Regions from separate parts of the Hordeum vulgare genome. Here region 1 is linked to region 2. Evidence: chromatin contacts called from public Hi-C data. All regions are on one chromosome and are shown on one strand. Each heading gives the region's core, a stretch centred on a gene start, on an enhancer-like site or on the middle of the called end of the contact. The rest is flanking DNA. Distances are from core to core; before and after follow the strand shown. Region 1 holds the start of LOC123426848 (deoxymugineic acid synthase 1-D-like). Region 2 has its middle 6.1 kb from the start of LOC123433634.

The links. Hi-C and Micro-C count contacts between places; a contact is called where the count stands out from the background.
Region 1: a contact with region 2 is called in a Hi-C map of leaf, with 4 times the contacts expected there. The contact joins the promoter of LOC123426848 here to the enhancer-like site in region 2. A contact is called at or near these places in 3 of 6 Hi-C or Micro-C datasets (leaf and seedling) and 1 of 1 datasets of contacts at active chromatin or transcription factors (embryo).

What each region holds. Positions count from the first base shown.
Region 1 is chr2H:500,970,799-500,975,289 of MorexV3_pseudomolecules_assembly, forward strand. It overlaps LOC123426848 (deoxymugineic acid synthase 1-D-like), which reads left to right and starts at 2,030. Exons shown (of 4, transcript XM_045110744.1): 1 at 2,030-2,598; 2 at 2,679-2,922; 3 at 3,019-3,198; 4 at 3,299-3,664. The coding sequence starts at 2,276. The coding sequence ends at 3,532. LOC123426847 (D-galacturonate reductase-like) reads left to right here. Exons shown (of 4, transcript XM_045110743.1): 2 at 316-559; 3 at 738-917; 4 at 1,214-1,552. The coding sequence ends at 1,441.
Region 2 is chr2H:500,498,598-500,503,099 of MorexV3_pseudomolecules_assembly, forward strand. No RefSeq gene overlaps it. Among protein-coding and RNA genes, the nearest start is that of LOC123433634, 6.1 kb to the right of the region's middle. Within about 2 kb of position 2,219, at least 1 of the 3 cell types and tissues checked has open chromatin away from gene starts, as enhancers often do. A contact at or near this core is called in leaf, where this site is marked.

The sequences.
Region 1 (4,491 bases), core at 780-3,279, 470 kb after region 2:
TGAACAGAGGGTGTAGTATTTACGTCATATCTTAATTTTTGACAAAACGTGTTACAGTACTAAAATTTCCACAGCAAGGCGCATCCTCAGACTCCAGGATAAAACTATTTCTAAAAGTGCAAAATTGATTTCAAATCTCTATATTTTTAGGTGGGACTAATTTTTGATTAGCTGGAAGCTATGGACTAGAATTGTAACCCAACACTTGACATTCACTTCAAGAATCTAAAACTGTTACTGTTCTGGTACAGAAGCTTGTTATCTTTATAACTGTAGTCTGTCACTTCTGTGCTAAGCTTGTCTTGTCATGTCTAGAAACCTTCAAATGGAATATGTTGATTTGTACCTGGTCCACTGGCCTATGAGCGTAAAGCCCAGCAAACCTCACTTCCCAATGAAAAGGGAAGACATCGTGCAGATGGATTTGAAAGGCGTATGGCAGGCAATGGAGGAATGTCATAGCCTTGGCCTTGCTAAAATGATTGGTGTTAGCAATTTCACAACGAAGAAACTGCAGGGGCTACTTGCAATTGCAAAAATCCCCCCAGCAGTGAATCAGGTTTGTGTTGATCAATCGTACAAGCAATGGTGATGCAACCTTCTCTTTTCTGTTCTATGATTCCACGAACCAAAAGAGAACTAGAAGCTGATTTAGTTTAAAATCCTTTTGTAAAAACTTGGCCCAGACTACCCTAAATTGTTATCATTGTTATTTGATGCATGGGATAACCCTTCAGGTTGAGTTGAATCCAGCTTGGCAGCAGAAAAAACTGATTGAATTATGCAAAGAGAAGGGAATTCATGTGACTGCTTATTCTCCCCTGGGAGGCCAAAGCAGGACATCCAAAATCAATGCAGTACTACAGTCTGAAATACTAAAAGAGATTGCCGAAGCTAGAGGAAAATCAGTAGCTCAGGTACTAATTCTCGCTTCCTCTTAGAAACTGTTTGGTAGTATGTACCAAAATCCGCGTCACCAATTTGTGCAATGTTCTAGCATCGTGCGTGATTGGAAATGAGCTGTGTTTAGATTATCAACTAACAAGTGCAGAATGTGAACAAATATTTGCCAAATTCTGGGAACAACCTAAATGCGTGCAATATCTAGTCAATTGCATCTCAATGTTCCACCGTACAGGTCTCCCCTACGGGATTACAGCAACAAAATTGCACCTCAATATTAGCAGTGCAATTGACTCCCATTTTCCTGCAGATCTCACTGAGATGGATATTCGAGCAAGGGGCGAGCATGGTAGCCAAGAGCATGAAAAAGGAGAGGCTTCAGGAGAACCTCGAAATCTTTGACTGGGAACTGACTGACGAAGACCGGTTCAAGATTACTCAGATACCGCAGTACAAGAAGGTCACGGTGTCGGCGATCCTCTGCCCTGAAGGCGTCCCTGGCGTCGATCTTTCGGAGGTTGATGTTGTTGAAACGTAGGTGTAGGTCGGTGTCAAACTATGAAGATGCTTTAAACACTCGGAGTTAGTCCTGTAATTTGGTGAAGATCCATGGGCCATTTAAACACTCCAAATTACAAAGATTTAGTGAGATGCTTCTGGTGGTGCTACCTGTAACCTACCTGGAGGAGGTCCTGCTTGGCATCGTCAATTCAATTGTGATGATCCTGACGGGTTCCCTACAGTGCTGGTGGGTAGCCGTCAGTCGTCACTCACAGTGCCACACGTGGACATGGCCATAGCCACATCCACAGCAACTTCAGTTGGCTGATCTTTCCTTGTCTCGCGCCAGCATCTTCCTCTCTTCTCTCCCAGGAAAAAAGGGAATGCTAGCACCAAAATCGGCGAAATTTTGTCAAGCTCGGATGGACACTAGAAGGCTCTTGTTTGTTCGACAGGCAAGCCAAACTTCTTGTGACGAGCGCGACGGCGTCAGCAACTGAGGCGGGTCTTGGCTAGGAGACGGATGTATGACAGACATGTGGGCCTCATAGAGTGTGAGGAAGAACTGGGCCTCAGAATTACTACTACGAAAGTATGGCAGAGAACGAAAGCGTATGGCACGAGAAATTGTCTAGCTCAACTATGTCCGCCGCACAAGGAAGAAGATGATGCCTGCCTGAAGAAACAAAATCCACCTCTTTGTCTTTGGAAAACGGAAGAATAGCTACGTAAGTACTTATGTCACTCCGGCCAGTATAAAGCCGGTGGCTCCTCACCGGCGCGTCCTGTACTTGAACCACAAGACAGGCTCGACCACGCGTCAGTGCGAGTCGACGCAGCTGTTGTGCACTCCGCCGCAGAGAGACGACCCATGGCCTCGACAACGGCGGTGCCGGAGGTGGCGCTGCGGTCCGGCGACGCGAGGCCCATGCCGGCGATCGGCATGGGCACCGCCAAGTTCCCGGTGGTGCCGAAGACGACCATGAAGGCCGTGTTGGAGGCCGTGGAGCTCGGCTACCGCCACTTCGACACGGCCTCCATGTACGCGACGGAGCGGCCCCTGGGCGAGGCCCTCGCGGAGGCGGTGCGCCGCGGGCTCCTGGCGTCCCGGGAGGAGGTGTTCGTCACGTCCAAGCTCTGGTGCACGCAGTGCCACCCGCACCTCGTGCTCCCGTCGCTCCGGGAGAGCCTCCAGTAAGCTCGGTCGATCTATACTTACTTTTGGCCGTTGATAGATGTTGATCGTCTCGGTGTTTCGTTCTTGATTCATGCAGGAACCTGCAGATGGAGTACGTGGACCTGTACCTGATCCACTGGCCGATCAGCCTGAAGCCCGGGCCGGCGGTGTTGCCGGTGAAGCGGGAGGAGGCCGTCCCGTTCGACTTCGAGGGCGTGTGGCGGGGGATGGAGGAGTGCCACCGACTCGGGCTCGCCAAGGCCATCGGCGTCAGCAACTTCACCACCAGCCACCTCAACAAGCTCCTCGCCGCCGCCGCCGTCCCTCCTGCAGTCAACCAGGTCGCCCATTCCAACACAACACCACGAGATCACCGAGTAGCACTGGTCTGAATATACGTCAACCCGAACTTAGCGGTGGCTGCGTGTGATGTGCAGGTGGAGATGAACCCGGTGTGGCAGCAGAGGAAGCTGAGGGACTACTGCGCCGAGAAGGGCATCCACATCGCGGCCTACTCGCCGCTGGGAGGGCAGAACTGGTCCGGCGACGGAAGCGCCGTGCTGGACTCCGAGGTGCTCGCGGAGATCGCCGGGCTTAGAGGAAAGACCGTCGCACAGGTGGTGTACGCGCCTCGTTTCTCCCGGCAACTGCTCGGAATTACATACACGCAGTCCGTATGACACCAACCGATTCCTCGTTCTTCTCTCGTTCATTCAGGTCGCGCTGAGGTGGATCTACGAGCAAGGGGCGACCCCGATCGTCAAGAGCTTCAGCAAGGAGAGGCTCGAGGAGAACCTCGGGATCTTCGACTGGGGGCTCACCGACGACGACCTGCGCAAGATCGACCAGATTCCGCAGAAGAAGATCGTCACGGCTGCAGGCGTGCTGTTCTCCGCAGAGGGCGAGTTCACGTCGGCTGACATCGCAGACATGGAAATTGTCGAGGAGTAGAATAGGCACTGAGAATTCGGATGTATGACGTGAACTGCAGTAGCTTACTTAAAGAGTGGGGTGAATATCGGTTATATATCATGTTATTCCTCTTTACGGATTCGAGTTAATTAGCAGTGAAGATTGTGATCACCGTTGCCATCGGTCGGAAGTACCTTGTGCAGTAAGCATTTTCCTCCGGATGGTCAGTAAACATGGCTGTCAATCGTTGTTACATTGCCTATCGACGCCTGTGGAACGTCGCTTTTCGGCGAGCTCTTATTCGGGATGGATGGACAGCTTTCGGTGCGGCACGTCTAACGTCTCGTATCCACTAATCCCACACAGCGACTGGATCTATTCTAGTGTAATCTTCGAGTGTCAGCTGTCTTTTCCGGTCAAATCTGTTGTACTTCGAACAACTTCATTTCCGTGGGGTACGACACTCCAAGACATCGCCTTCAAGAAGAAACCGTCGTCTTTTTTTTTTTTTTTGAAAGGGGATAACTCCCAGCCTCTACAGCTTTTGATGCACATGGCTATATCCTCTGTTACTACTAAATAGCTGCAACCCACTACCTAATTTTCCTAGCCATGCAACCATGACACATAAGCAAGTATGCATGTAAGACATAAATAATATCTTTTATTACTCTATGCATGCAATGGTGTCACGTCATCAATTCATGCATATTAATCACAAGTAGTTTTTTGCATTAGAGTTCATCCATATTAGTCATAAGCAGTTCTTTTGCATTAGAGTTCATCCTTCATATTTTGTTAGACATTACATTTTAATTATAAATTTCACTCTCTTTTTATACGCCTTGTATTTTATTGTTTTTAAGCTTATATTCACATTCTATTAGTTTTAGATTTTTTATAACAACTATTTATCCATATTTTAGCAATGTCCTTGCAGCAACGCGCGGAGCATCATCTAGTTATTAAAAAAGACAAGACTAATTCCAAACGACTGG
Region 2 (4,502 bases), core at 969-3,468:
GGACGAAGGAAGAAGAAGAAGAGCGAGTTGAACACTGAACACAGGAAATTTTCCGCCGACCAACGGTCGGCTGCACGTACAGCCTTTTACTCAAGAGCTCTAACTCCCCCCTCAAAGCAACCAGAGTTACAACTTAAATAGCTGACCTACACGTACAGCCGGAGCCACAAACTCCACGACTCGCATGCGCGCACACTAACCTTGCCGTCACATCCGGCTGCTAACCACGCACGCACTAACTAATCGATCTCTGGCTAACTAATCCACCCATGCATGCATTAACAACCTACATGCACGGCCACAACCGCCACTTGTGCATGCACGACTAACATCACTTGCTCGATTCCGTTGCGGCCAAGCACACGACGTGCTCACACTAGTCTACTATGACTTGGCCTTCCAACAGATCGCCAACGGCTGCAGCGGACTCAGATGCACACACACCATCGCAACACATGTACGCACTGTCATGACCCAGCTCGTGGAACCGACCTGGCGCACCGACGCCGATCGCACCGCTACGAACCCGACCTAGCGCACCGACGCTTGTCGCACCGTGCTCCGTCACGACTTATTTCCAACAATCACCCCCTAAGTCGTGACCTAGAGGAGTGCCGGCCCGACGTCGTCGTCGACCGCCGCGACAAGCGCGTGCTCCGCCGCCTCTGCCTGACGTGGCTTCAGGCACTCCCGCCGGAAATGTCCACGCTGGCCACAGTTGTAGCAGCGCCCACGGCCTCCTCGTCGCTTTGTTGCGCCGCCCGACGTCGTGCTGCCCGCGCCGTCATCATCGTGGTCGAAGCCACCGCCGTGCTGACGTCGCCTTGCCGCCCATTGAGCCGCCGTGAGTAGGAGCTGGTCACCGCCACGTCCGCTATTGTCCTGAGCGCGCCGCCTCATTCGCTCCTCGAACGCCTTCAGCCGACCGAGCGCCTCCTCGAACGGCATCTTGTCGACGTCGCAGAACTGCTCAAATCCGGCCACCGCTGCGTACAGCCGGTCCGGCGCAGTGTCGAGCAGTTTCTTCACCATTGCCGCGTCGTCAAGCGTCGCTCCGAGGGCCGCATACCTTGCTGCCATGCCGCTGATCCTTCCGGCGTACGCGTCCAGCTCGTCGCCGTCCTTCATGCGCAGGCGATCGAACTCACCACGGAGAGTGGAGAGCCGCGCCGCCCTCACCCGGTCCGCACCGACGAACCGCGTCTTCAGGCTCGCCCATAGCTCCGCCGCCGTCTTCTTCGATGACACCTGCAGCAGGATGTCTTCGGAGAGCGCTCCGAGGAGGTATGCCCTCGCCGGCTTGTCCTTCTTCGCGATGACCGCCGCCGCCGAGTCCTCCGCCGGAACCACCGCTTCCCACAACCCTTGCGCGTCGAGGTTGGCCTCCACCTTGATCGCCCACACGGTATAGTTGTCACCGGTGAGCATCGGCACGGGGAGCGACAACGTGCTCCCTCCGGCGCCGTACGGGACGATGGACATGGTCGACGTAGTGGATCGCAACGAAGCTCTGTATACCAAATGTTGGGACTGCTCTCTCACTCTTGGCCTGGACGAAGGAAGAAGAAGAAGAGCGAGTTGAACACTGAACACAGGAAATTTTCCGCCGACCAACGGCCGGCTGCACGTACAGCCTTTTACTCAAGAGCTCTAACTCCCCCCTCAAAGCAACCAGAGTTACAACTTAAATAGCTGACCTACACGTACAGCCCGAGCCACAAACTCCACGACTCGCATGCGTGCACACTAACCTTGCCGTCACATCCGACTGCTAACCACGCACGCACTAACTAATCGGTCTCTGGCTAACTAATCCACCCATGCATGCATTAACAACCTACATGCACGGCCACAACCGCCACTTGTGCATGCACGACTAACATCACTTGCTCGATTCCGTTGCGGCCAAGCGCACGACGTGCTCACACTAGTCTACTATGACTTGGCCTTCCAACAGATCGCCAATGGCTGCAGCGGACTCAGATGCACACACACCATCGCAACACATGTACGCACTGTCATGACCCAGCTCGTGGAACCGACCTGACGCACCGACGCCGACCGCACCGCTACGAACCCGACCTAGCACACCGACGCTTGTCGCACCGTGCTTCGTCACGACTTATTTCCAACATTGATTCAAGGACTGGATCTGTGCCATACAGCAATGAAGTGGTTCTCCATTTTCCACGTATTCAGGCACATCAACGTAAACAACCACTAATGCAAAGGGAAGTAAGTAGCATGTGATTTCCTATTTTCCATTGCGTTGGAACTAGCGGCCACTCGCCATCCGTGCAGCGCAGCCGCTGAAACGGCCAAAGCTATTTACGATGCGGTGGGCAGCCGATTCGGCGGCTGCGAGCACTCCTCCTAGCTTGGCTTCTTGAGGACGGCGAGCGGTGTGCAGCCCATTGCCCGGCCATCTTTGGCACCATCGCTGCCGTCTCCGACCTCCGTGGTCGTCGACGTCGAGTCGCTACCTATCACGCACTCGCCTTCGTGTTAGTGTCGACTAGGGCCTCCGTCCTAAGCTTTGGCTTCCGCGTGAGCGGCTCCTCTAGCACCGCCGCGGTCCGCCTTCGCTGTGAAGCGCTCACCACTGCCTCATGTCCCTCGCCGTCCTGGTGGCTAGCCCACCGTCGAGCGGCCACTCCGACCGCGCTGGCACATGGAGCCCAGCGACGCTCGGGCTCGCGAACAGCGCCTTCAAAGTTGTTGCGCCTGGCATACACCTCCATGGTGGCTCCTCCTCTGTGGATGAGCGCGGCGGGATATTTTCTCATCTCCGGTGATGCGGCCATCCGGCCGGCGCTGGCGTCGCCTCCTGCCTCGATGTGCATTTGGGATAGAAAGCTACTGGATTTCTTTAGTCGCTCTCTCTCTTATCCGACTAGTTGACCACACTAGTGCTTAAATTTCTGTAAATATATTGAGTACTATGTATTCCATATAATATGTTGATGTAATATATCTTCATGTTTCTTACATGTTGAGACTAATTACATCTATTATTTGCAATTGAGATTTTTACCCCTCGTGAAGATAAATTCAATACCTCTAAAGTATAGATTTACAATTGAGAATTTTCTTCTCTCGCAAAACAACATCATTGCGACTGAGATTATTTATTTTTTCTTACAAAATATTAATTTATTTTGCTGAATTATCTTGCAACTAGATACAAGATCATCTCATTTAATTTAGAGGTCCATATAATTCAAGTTTTTCACTTGAATATCAAGTCTCCAACATCATTACTATTCATTATAATAATAGTGTATTTGTGTTGAGTACTATGTATTCCGGAATGTATGTATCTTCATGTTCGCTACATGTCGAGATTAATACGTCTATTTGCAATTGAGATTTTCAATTTCTTGCAAAGACAGATGCAAAATTCAAAGTGATTTCTTTAAATTGATGCTTGGGATTACAAGGTAGTCATATGGATCTAGTGCCTACGCAGATTATCGATGACTACTCATAAAGCCTACATTTTGTCTTCGACATTATGATTGCTTTACAAAGTGCTCTCCCACACATTTTTTCTAAGTCATGACATAAGGCATTACGAGTGAGTATCTACTTATTTCATCACATTATACTCCCTAGTGCTCAGAGATCCACTCCATTTTAAAAATTATCTCCAAGGTGTCATATTTAGCAATTTCAGATTCACACTAATGGTTTCAAGATAACTTCTTAAAATACCCATTGATTTTGCTAAGTTCATTAGAACATCAAATATGATGGTCTTTAATTTACTCATCGTAAATTAATTATCTCTAGTAACCGATGGCTAGAGAATTCGAGGCATCGCCCTCAACGGCCACCGCTGCCCTTCCTGGGCGAAGGACAACATGATCACTCTTGTGTCTCGTGGGATAATGTGCGAAATCCAAGACAGTAAGATTCATCTCTCGTCAGGATCACGCTGCTAACAGAAGAATGTTGTCTTATACATCATAAGGCGATATATTGATTCACATCTCAACATCTGGTTATTCTGTATGAGCAATTCCTCGGACACAATGAACCTCAATGGCAAAGGTTTGAAGTTCACTTCAACCTTCAACCTCACATCAATAATGATGATGTGACCCTATGGGCACGGAGAATGTGATGGTTGAATATGCCTCAACCGACATATTTGGAGACTATAAATAGTCTCTCAATCTCTTAAGTGGTCAATATTTATCTATGTCCATCTATGATGTTGTATTAACAACATAAGTATTGTTATATTTATTCTATATATCTGACAATGATTTTCATATTGAGAACCTTCATGTCTACGGGAGTCAATCTGATGAAAGATGATATGTGCCTCGTGGACATATGCACCACAAACTCTATACCGAGGGAAGTAAAAAAATTCCAATCTCATTTAGAAAAAGGAGATATTTTAAAATCGCTAGACGCGATGAGGTATTTGTTGACAGCTCGAGTGAAATTTACTATCCCTCTCGGTACTCGAGTAACGTCACGATGCTTTATTG